Linked DNA regions of Sus scrofa: regions 2 and 3 are each linked to region 1. The links are chromatin contacts, called in public Hi-C maps. All regions are on one chromosome and are shown on one strand. The core of a region is the stretch at or near the end of the contact, and the rest is flanking DNA. Distances in the headings are between cores, read along the strand shown.

What was found. Hi-C and Micro-C count contacts between places; a contact is called where the count stands out from the background.
Region 2: a contact with region 1 is called in a Hi-C map of embryonic fibroblasts, with 1.8 times the contacts expected there. The contact joins two enhancer-like sites. A contact is called at or near these places in 1 of 47 Hi-C or Micro-C datasets (embryonic fibroblasts) and 1 of 2 datasets of contacts at active chromatin or transcription factors (alveolar macrophages).
Region 3: a contact with region 1 is called in a Hi-C map of embryonic fibroblasts, with 3 times the contacts expected there. The contact joins two enhancer-like sites. A contact is called at or near these places in 2 of 47 Hi-C or Micro-C datasets (embryonic fibroblasts and fibroblasts) and 1 of 2 datasets of contacts at active chromatin or transcription factors (alveolar macrophages).

What each region holds. Positions count from the first base shown.
Region 1 is chr10:9,057,356-9,060,624 of Sscrofa11.1, forward strand. All of the region lies in intron 5 of LYPLAL1 (lysophospholipase-like protein 1), which reads left to right. Among named protein-coding and RNA genes, the nearest start is that of LYPLAL1, 110 kb to the left of the region's middle. Within about 2 kb of position 1,541, at least 9 of the 83 cell types and tissues checked have an H3K27ac peak or open chromatin away from gene starts, as enhancers often do. A contact at or near this core is called in alveolar macrophages and embryonic fibroblasts, where this site is marked.
Region 2 is chr10:8,408,568-8,411,836 of Sscrofa11.1, forward strand. The region is part of intron 6 of TGFB2 (transforming growth factor beta-2); the gene reads left to right. Among named protein-coding and RNA genes, the nearest start is that of TGFB2, 100 kb to the left of the region's middle. Within about 2 kb of position 1,739, at least 26 of the 83 cell types and tissues checked have an H3K27ac peak or open chromatin away from gene starts, as enhancers often do. A contact at or near this core is called in alveolar macrophages and embryonic fibroblasts, where this site is marked.
Region 3 is chr10:8,426,566-8,429,834 of Sscrofa11.1, forward strand. All of the region lies in intron 6 of TGFB2 (transforming growth factor beta-2), which reads left to right. Among named protein-coding and RNA genes, the nearest start is that of TGFB2, 120 kb to the left of the region's middle. Within about 2 kb of position 1,611, at least 11 of the 83 cell types and tissues checked have an H3K27ac peak or open chromatin away from gene starts, as enhancers often do. A contact at or near this core is called in embryonic fibroblasts, where this site is marked.

The DNA of each region.
Region 1 (3,269 bases), core at 291-2,790:
TGAGCTCATTTTCCTTTGAGTTAAAAAAGTAGATCCCTCCCTTCCTTTTGCCCAGTTCTGCAGAGCAATTAATACCTGCCATACTTCTCTGACTTTCCATCCCCTGGAACGTCCCTCATTCCCCTTGTCTTACTGTCAGCTCAAGTTCACTTCACTAGGAAATCCCCCCACCTCACTGAGACTGAAGCATCCTCAAACCACCTCATACAGACCTCAGAGTCACCCTTTTTCATTGCAACCCAAACTGTCCAAGTTAAAAGACCCTACATGCTCATTTTTCTTCCATCCTAATCCCTCCTTTTTTTGCTTTTTTTCAGGGCTGCACCCATGGCATATGGAGGTTCCCAGGCTGAGGGTCCAATTGGAGCTATAGCTGCTGACCTACACCACAGCCAGAGCAATGCAAGATTCGAGCCGCATCTGCAAACTACACCGCAGCTCATGGCAACCCTGGATCCTTAAGCCGCTGAGCCATGCCAGGGATCGAACCCAAAACCCCGTGGTTCCTAGTCGAATTCGTTTCCACTGTGCTGTGACAAGAACCCCCATCCTAATCCCTCTTCACTCTGCTGTGAGATTGTCTAAAATAAGGACTGCATGTTATTCACGGATGTGTTTCTACTGCCCAGCATATACTTCATAAATACTTGCCCATAACAAGAGAACCAAAGTCTTTGGTCACGAAAGAGAGATTCCCATGCCAAATTCCAGGCTCAAAGACTACAACCCACAATAACTCTAGTTTTGCTTACTAGTCCTTGAGTTGAGTGCATAAAATAGATTAAAATTTGACCAAGGTCATCAGGGAATTGTGTGTTTAGAGTAAGACAGAGCAAACGAAGGAAGTCCTAGGGTTGCTCATTCCCCGATGAGATCACCATGTCCTCAAACACTCACCAAGAGGAAGTGGAGAACCCCTAGGGCATCCCTGGGAAAAGGGACAGGGACATATTCCCAGAGGGCAGATTTGAAGGCTGGCATATGGGGGTGAACTCCATGAGACTGGTTCTGGGGCTGCTGAAGACCGCTGGAGACCAGCCAAAGATGCTGCCTGGTGACAAAGGGCCAATTCTGGGGGATGCTGCAGGAACATAAAAGAGCCAGTCTTTTCCGATTCTTCCTGTACTGGCCTAGAAATATCCGCAGAGAAAGCATTTCCCTGAGTTCATCACTCTGTTCGAATTCACCTCACTCTGTAGCGTGACTTCTCTTGGTACCACTATGGCCAAGTTTCCCTTCACTGATGTTTCTCCACAAGGGGAAACCACATACCCTGCCCCCCCCATTGCACAATGTATTAGTCATTTAAACACGCCCGTCTAAACCCCAACCTCTGGCCTCTCTCATTAGCTCCGTTGATAAATGTATCCATTCTGATTCTAAAAAGAGTAGGGGCTGCAGCCTCGGGATGGAGATGCTGCTGGCTTCACTAGATCAACAGATGTTCCCAATAGAAACAAACTCATTCTTGAGGACAATGAGGTGAATAACTTCTCGAGGTGTCAAAACCCTCGAGCCGTGATTTTGCAATCAGATAACATTAGGCTATATGTCATGGAATGTATTTTTCCTTTCTTGCAAATGATTCTTACGCCTTTTACACTTTTAAGCATTCTTCCCCAAATCAAGCAAACCAAAGCAAAATTGTTTACTTGAAACTTCTAAGAAATAAAAAAGGCGATAGTTTACATAGGTTTTCTCCAAGTTTAAATTGTATTATAGCTGGAAAAAACCCAACACATCAGGAGCCTTAGGGTTCCTGTGTGTAATTTTCCCCTTTCTCACGGATCCTGTTTTCTGTCGCAGGTATTCAGTATTCTGTTGTTTCTGAGGTCTTATGAGATACATGTTCAAATTAAAAATCAAACACGTAAACATTGCTGCAAGGGAAAACCAGAGAAGCTGAAGTTAGCCTCAGTTTTAGATTTTAATGCTGCATTCTACATGCTAGTTTGTTGAAACAAGGCTTTTTTTTTTCTTTGATCTTAGGTGTTAAAATAGGAAAGTTCAGCGTGAAATTGGCTCCTGGTGTGAAATGCAAGACGTAAAGTTCAAAGATACTAGTGAAATCCAGACCTTGTTTTATTCATTAACTCCTATAAGCAAGGACAACTATTTAGCTAAACAAACCTAACTTGAGACCTAACCTGATGGTTTAATGTACCCAGAGGCTGATTTTCCTTTCCTGAAACAGGAACACTTGGGGAAAAGTCACAGAGTGTGACATAAGAAGCTGCAGGTGACAACACATGGACTAAGGGTTGGCCAGTCATGGAATTAGAAGATGCATTGAAAAAAAAAAAATCTGGGGTAGAATACCTTGTGGGGAGGAGGGAAAAATAGGAGAGATGAGTGGGACACAGACCCTTGTGCTTATGGCCTGACAACAGTCCTGCTTTCTCCAGAAGCTTCGTTGTCTTCTACCAGGGAGTTGGCTTTGGGAGAGGCAAGGGCCAGGGCATGGAGACCCATGGGCAAACGCGAAGCATCACTGGCCATCTGTCTGCCCTGTGAGGTTGGCCAGAGCTGAAACGGGCAGAGCCCTGCCTGTGTCATGTGGTGTCAGGAAATTCCTGCCAACTTCTCTGGAGAGCACACGGCCTTGACTCCGGCCTTTGTTACCGTTGCTCCGACCCAAACAGGTACCAGAGGGGCCCAGGGGCAGGGAGGACCACAGTTCCCATGGAGCTGGTGTTTCTTCAACAACATATAAAATGAGCCTCAATGATAGCGGACGAGATTTAGAAAGGATGAGAGCAAAGGCAAAAACAATCCCGAGAGCCCTGGAGAAAAGTGGAGTCGATTCCCATGGTGGCTTTTCTTCCCCCACGACAGTATTGATGGAGATACGTTTTCAGCTTTGGCGAAGCCGTGTACCCCTGCCTGTGTACACACAGACACACACCGCATACCTGCCACCACCCTGGAACAGAGGCTGTGACTTAAGCCTCCTCACCCTTCTGAACACCCGTCAAGTTTGGACAGATCCTCAGAGTTTCCAAGGACAGGGGAACTGGCCGGGGAGGCATGTCGTCTTTGCCACCAACTTACTTTTTTATGTTATTTTATCTTATTTCTTTAATTTTATTATTTGTTGTTGTATCTTTTTTTTTTTTTTTTAACCCCCAACTCTGAATATGTGTTTCTGCAGGAATGGCCATTCAGGCTACCCGGCCGAACTGGCGTCAGACAGAATGTGGCCTTCTTGCTTTTTGTAGGAAATAATTCTGGAAGGGCAGGGCATGCAGCAGGTCCTAAGGTTTAATCCT
Region 2 (3,269 bases), core at 489-2,988, 650 kb before region 1:
GACATGAGCGGACTCAGACAGTTTGGGTAAGATTAACTAGGGAAAGGAGTTCCCCCCAGGTGCCAGACGCACATGGCTGCTGCACTTTCCCAAGGGCATCAGGGTCTTTAACAGTGAGCCAACAGTGCCATGCCTCCTAGAGCCCACTAGTCCTTTAGGAGATGCCATGTGTTCTAGATCGGTGGAAAACCAAAAGTCCATGAAAGCATCCTCCGTGTTTCAGGGAGATTCACAGCTTGGGAACGAGAAGGTGATTCTGGATGTCCCATGTGGAATCCCAAAAGACTGTTCTAGATCAGCACAAATGGGGTGAACTTCCAGTGTTACTCCTTTCTTTTCCACTGCAGATTTGATATGTCATGTCGCCTAAGGAAGATTTTATGGGAAAAAGCTTTTCAATGGACTCTCTGTCCATTTTCCAAAGAGTGGTGTTTCATTGCAACCGCAGGAAGGATAACAGCCACAGCGTTTCCCTAGGACACCCTCAGAGTTCAAGACTGGTTTGGAGAAATCATTACTAGTCAAATACTTAGGGATAAACTTGCTGCAACCCAGGCACTTTTTAATCCATGTTTTGCAGGGGTAGCCTTAGCAGGAATGGTCTCTTATCTGCAGGGAATGGTTAAATATTTGAACCTTCATCATCGTTTGGGTTATGATCAAAACTAGGGATTGTGGCAGTAGGGTTTTATGAAGAGATCTGAGGGTGTGTGTGTGTGTGTGTGTGTTCGCGAGCACACAAAGACCACAGAGCAAGGGGACATCGGTCTTGGAGGTGATGGGAGGAGCGCACCCACAAGGGTGAGAACCATTTTGGTATCTGTAGCCTTGTATATTTCAGAATCTCAGACCTAAAAATAACCCCCCTTTGGACGCCTTGTTGTTTATCTGTATCCTGGGTTTTCCCATTCTTAAAAATACCCTGCCATGCATAAGGGGACTGTGTTCCAAAGGTTAATGCTCCTTAATCCTGAAGGGGTGGTGAGTAAATTCCTTATGTATCCGTCTAAGAATAGGCTTCGGAGCTATTCTCGTGGATGTCACCATGCGAGTGGTTTCTTCGTAAAGGAAGTACATGGTAACGGCTGTGCAAGGAGAGGGCGAAAAGGAAGGGACGGATAAAAGGGCCAACATAAAAAGGATCTTGAACACTGGCCTACGAGCTTCCAAGAACCACGGCCTCCAAATGGTTTTCTCTGCGCGTGGAGGAGGGAGACGGAGTTGTGTTAGAACAGTTCCCCACGGCGGCATTTCCAGCTGAAGCCTGACCAGAAAACTGGAAATCGGAGCGAGGAAAGTCAGCCGTGCTGATGTCCACTCTGATCTTTTGATTCAAGAGCTTCTGATGACTTTCCCTGCCTGCACGGTTAACAGGCCTCGCCATGTCCAGCTTTTGCCCTCTCAACACAGAATCCTTCCCGTCTTTCTGTTTCTGGCAACCAGCCCTTCTGAATCAGCGTTGTTTCTGCCCTGCTGCTCCCGCCGCGCTGGACTCCAGACAGAGAGTGAAATACAAAGAATTGAAACTAACTCAGCGAGGCTGGTAAAGGGTTCAGAGCCATCCCGTCTCCTCTCTGAATGGACTGCCCTCCTCCCTGCCCCCTGATGCCCCAGGCCACCACCCTCTAGGCTAACAGATGCCCTTCAACCAACAGCCAACCGCATTTCCCCACAGCACCTGCGTTAGGGTGCATTTAAAGCAAGCAGCCTTTAAAAACGGTGTTACATCTGAATGAGTTGGAAAGGTCAACTCAGTTTTTTTTTTTTTAAGGATGTGTTTCTGCATATGACTCACTGGGCCTCCTCACTTCCTGCTGGAATTATTACAAAATGAACCCGGGAGACAGTGACCCTGCTCAAAGCTCCACAGAATACTGAGAGGCCTGCTAGAGCAGCAGGTCCCCTTCCAGTGGGTCTTTCCTTGGTCCCCCTCCAGGGTCCTGGGCAATGTCACCACTTGTGCAGAGATAATCATTTCTTTCTCCAAGCTGGCTTGTTGCATTTGGCATTTCAGGAAAACTAGTGGCTATTTTTTTTCTTTTCTTTTTTTTTTTTTTACTAAAGTAGAGTTGATTTACAATGTTGTGGCCATTTCTGCTGTGCAGCAAAGTGACGCAGTGATTCATATGTATTCATTCCCTTTCTTATATTATCATCCATCGTGGTCTATCCCAAGAGACTGGATGTAGTTCCCTGCGCTGTACCGCAGGACCCCATGGCTTACCCATTCTGAATGTCATAGTTTGCATCTACTAACCCCGAGCTCCCAGTCCTGCTCCCAGTCCATCTCCCTCCCCATCCTTCTTCACAACCACAGGTCTGTTCTCTATGTCCGTGAGTCTGTTTCTGTTTCATAGATAGGTTCACTTGTGCCATATTTTAGATTCCACATATAGGGGATATCATATGGTATGTGTCTCTCTCTTTCAGTTTTACTTCATTTAGTGTGAGAATTTCTAGTTACAGCCAAGTTGCTGCAAATGGCATGATTTCATTCTTTTTTATGGCTGAGTAGTATTCCGTTATATATATGTACCACATCTTCTTAATCTAGTCATCTGTCCATGGACATTTAGGTTGTTTCCATGTCTTGGCTATTGTGAGTAGTGCTGCAGTGAACATAGGGGTGCATGGATCTTTTGGACTTATAGTTTTGTCTGGATATACACCCAAAGGTGAAATTATTGGATCACATGGTAGTTCTAATATTTCGTTTTCTGAGGAACCCCCATACTGGGGAAAACTAATGGCTATTGATGATCATGAAGCCTTATGCTCATGTGCGGCCCTGGAAAGGGGATTGTATGATGGATGGCAATGACATTGTTTATACCAAGTGGCATTTCAGCACTCACTTTAGATCTCAAGTTCTCAAGCAAAATCATATACGGTAAAAAGGGAACTGTCTGCCCCTAAAAAAACCACTAGGTCTGGTGTCAGGCCTATAGTCATATTTGTTCCTACAGATTATTTAGATGTCTTCTGAGATAATTAGTTGTACCTAGCCAGCCTCTCCCTTTATTTAGAGTTCTTTCAAAGGAGAACTGTAGATGTTCCCATTGTGGCTCCGTGGGTTGAGAACCCTACTGGTATCCGTGACGATGCGGGTTTGATCCCTGGCTTTGCTCAGTGGGTTAAGGATCTGGCCTTGCTGCAAGCTGCGGTGTAGGTTGCAGATGTGGTTCAGATCCTGAGTTGCTGTGGCTGTGGGCGTAGGCTGGCAGCTGTGGCTCTGATTTGAAGGAGAAGGAAAAGAAGAAGAAGCAGAA
Region 3 (3,269 bases), core at 361-2,860, 630 kb before region 1:
AGCTGTCACAAGAGGAAAGAAGTTACTACTTCTTGCTTAATTCAGTGAAGCCACGGTGAGCTTGGTCCAGAAACACATTTCTCTGTCCCCTTTCATGTCCTTCCTAGTTCCTCAAAATAATTGACAATCACGGTTCATGGTTCCCTTGGTTTCCTCATCCTAGGATCCTGTATCAAATAAGTCACTGGCCTTTGTTCTATTTCAGCATGAATTCTTTCCTGTGAATATTTATTCTGTTCTTTAGGTCTGAAAATTAGTTTCTTGACATAGGTTCTCGGACTGTTAATTTTTAAATCATCGTTATAGTTAGCTTACTGAAACAGGCTCGTATGCGTGTGTGAGTGTGTGTGTGTGTGTGTGTGTGACTTTTCTTATCAGTGCGAGTTTCTAAAGTCAGAGAGTCTCCTAATCAGTGATGAGAAAAAGCTTCTTGGATCAGAGGAAGAGGGAGAACAAGCTTTTTGGGTAGAAAGCGTGATATCCAAGGGTGTACTAATGTTACTTTCTTTTTCCTTTATCTTTTTCCTCTTACTGATTCACTTTTTTGGCAGCACGGCTTGTTCTACTATTCTCCTCCTATTATTCCAACTTGCTGCTTCTCTTTAAGTTAAAGGGGTAGGCATCATTTTTCCTTCCAGTAACACAACCAGTGGATCTGAAAGTTTGTTTGCAAGCACAGAAAAGCAACCAACCAGAGGCCCTGTGGAAGGATATGTATTTCTCTGGCTCCTTCTAAAATCAGATCCAGTGTGTGGCCCAGACCTGGGTCTGGTTAACAGCTCCTCACTGATTATATGTGTGCTAATTATCTGGGTGGCGGAGTGGCTCACCCACTTTTCTGTGAACTCCTGGATGTCAGGGACGACATCTTATTATTATCATTATTTGCTTTTTAGGGCTGCACCCAAGGCATATGGAAGTTCCCAGGCTAGGGGTCGAATTGGAGCTACAGCTGCTGGCCTACACCACCAGCCACAGCAACGCGGGATCTGAGCCAAATCTGCAATCTACACCACAGCTCAAGGCAACGCCGGATCCTTAACCCGCTGCGTGAAGCCAGGGATCAAACCCGCATCCTCACGGACACTAGGCGGGTTCGTTTCCTCTGCGCCACAAGGGGAGCTCCTGGGACTACATGTTATTAATCTCTGCATTATCAGCACCTGACGCTTAATAGACACTCCATTAATACCTTGCCAGAAATAAATGACTGACTGACTGAATGAATCACGGGACGCTCATGCACGCCTTCTCCTGGAGCCCTTCCTGTTAGGAAATACCCCTTTGCTCGTCAGTCTCTGACTGTGATGGAGAGCATTAGTGATAAAAATCTTTTCTCTTGTATCAAGCTGAAACCTGTGCTCAGCGTTTCCATTTTCCCATCGGAAGCTTCTTTCCCGCGTATTTATCCTCAACAGTAAACTTAGGGCTTCGGGCCTGTGGAAGACAGCAATTTTGTTCTCAACAGGAAGGACTGTGCTTATTCCTTTGCTTGTTCAACCATCTTCATTCCAGTGGCATTCCAGTGGCAAGCTTCTGGCATGCCAGCCACACAGGTCATCTAGGGAGAAATCCAAATTCCATTTAGACACATTTTGAACTCCTCTAAATATTGTACTTTCTCAGGCTTCCAGGGAGCCAGTGTTTATCACTGGATGACTACAGTTGCAGAGAGAGATCAAGGACTTAGTTTATTCTGGGTCACATCCATTCTAATGGCCTAGTTTAGACCAAGGAGTCCTCTTGTTCCCAACCACTTTCTTGGGTCTTCGACTGTAATCTTCTGCCACGTCGTCCTCACTCCCAGGAGGATCCCATGTGCCCAGGCTGTGACTGCTTTTTCTTTTCCTTTTCTTTTTTTTAAGGGCTGCACCTGCGGCATATGGACGTTCCGGGGCTAGGGAGCCAATCAGAGCTGCAGCTACTGGCCCACGCCACAACCACAGCAACGTGCACCCCGGCTCACAGCAATGCTGGATCCTTAATGCACTGAGCAGGGCCAGGGATCGAACCTGTATCCTCGCGGATACTGTTCGGGTCCTTAACCCACTGAGCGGCAACGGGAACTCCCGTGACCACGTTTTCTTTGTTCTAAAGCAGCGGTGCTCCCTCTCTCCCTCCCGCCGTCTCTGCCAGACAATCCAGTATGCGGAACCCAGTCTCTGACACTCGTATTTGGCTCAGGGCTGGTCCGTGAATCACATGTCAGAGCAGAGTTTTAAATCTCACGTCCAACACAAAGAGAGATGACGCCAGGGCTTCGAAATGTCTTTTAACACAAAATATGTCAATTCAGTGACCTCCCCCCACCAACCCTGCCCCTGCCTTTCTTCTTCACATTTTCTTGGAGATGTTTAGAAGTTGTGTCATCTTTGTTTGTGAAACGGGATCTTGGGATAAAAGTACGTCAATATTGCGTATCTGCAGTTAAAAGAAAATACTGCAAGGGGCATGAGACCAGGATGCTACCCCGGCTTTGATCATACCTATTCCTCTAATTAAACATTCCACCGAGGAGGGGGCTGTGGAATCTTTTAGACCCTGCGAATTACCTAATAATGATAGAAGTATTCAAAGCATGGGTGATTAATGAACAGATGTGAAGAGGCAAATGCAAACTTATGGGAAACCATTTCGGATGGTGATGTCAGCAAGGAGCAATTTGCAGACATAATTACTAAAAAATTATCAGAGACTTCCTTGTCAAGTATTTTGTATGTTTATAAAGCTGTTGGTGACTCATTTGAGAAGTCTGGGAGACTTATTTGATTTGGAATCAGGATTTTATTATAGCTTAGCTGTTATGTAATAGTTTACTCAGACTGATGGGGAGATAGTCTCTTCCATGTCAACATAACTCGTGTGTGTGCAGCGAGATTTCCTTGTAGTTGTTTCAGCCATTCGTCTCTGAATGCTTTCCCATGTTTTCATGCCTGGATTATAGTCTAAGTTTGCAAAACGGAGCACACGAGCGGTTGTGAGAATAATTATCCAGTAGATTACCATGGACTCTGACGGTTTAGGACATTGGATCAGAGTTGCTTTAGGTCATGAATTCGGTAATGTCACGTGGAGTGACTCTCTCCAGCATGCCTCAAACGCCGTATATGAACCTTTTGGTCATGCGTGTGTTGGGCTCCTTGGCACAGTAAGCCCACTCCTCCGTGGCTCCGCTAAGGTCTAAGGTCAATACCACAGGTGGTCAAGCTCTAGCCAGACCCTCGAGTTTTAATGCTCCAGTGCAAAGTCATTCGGGTACATCCGGTTTT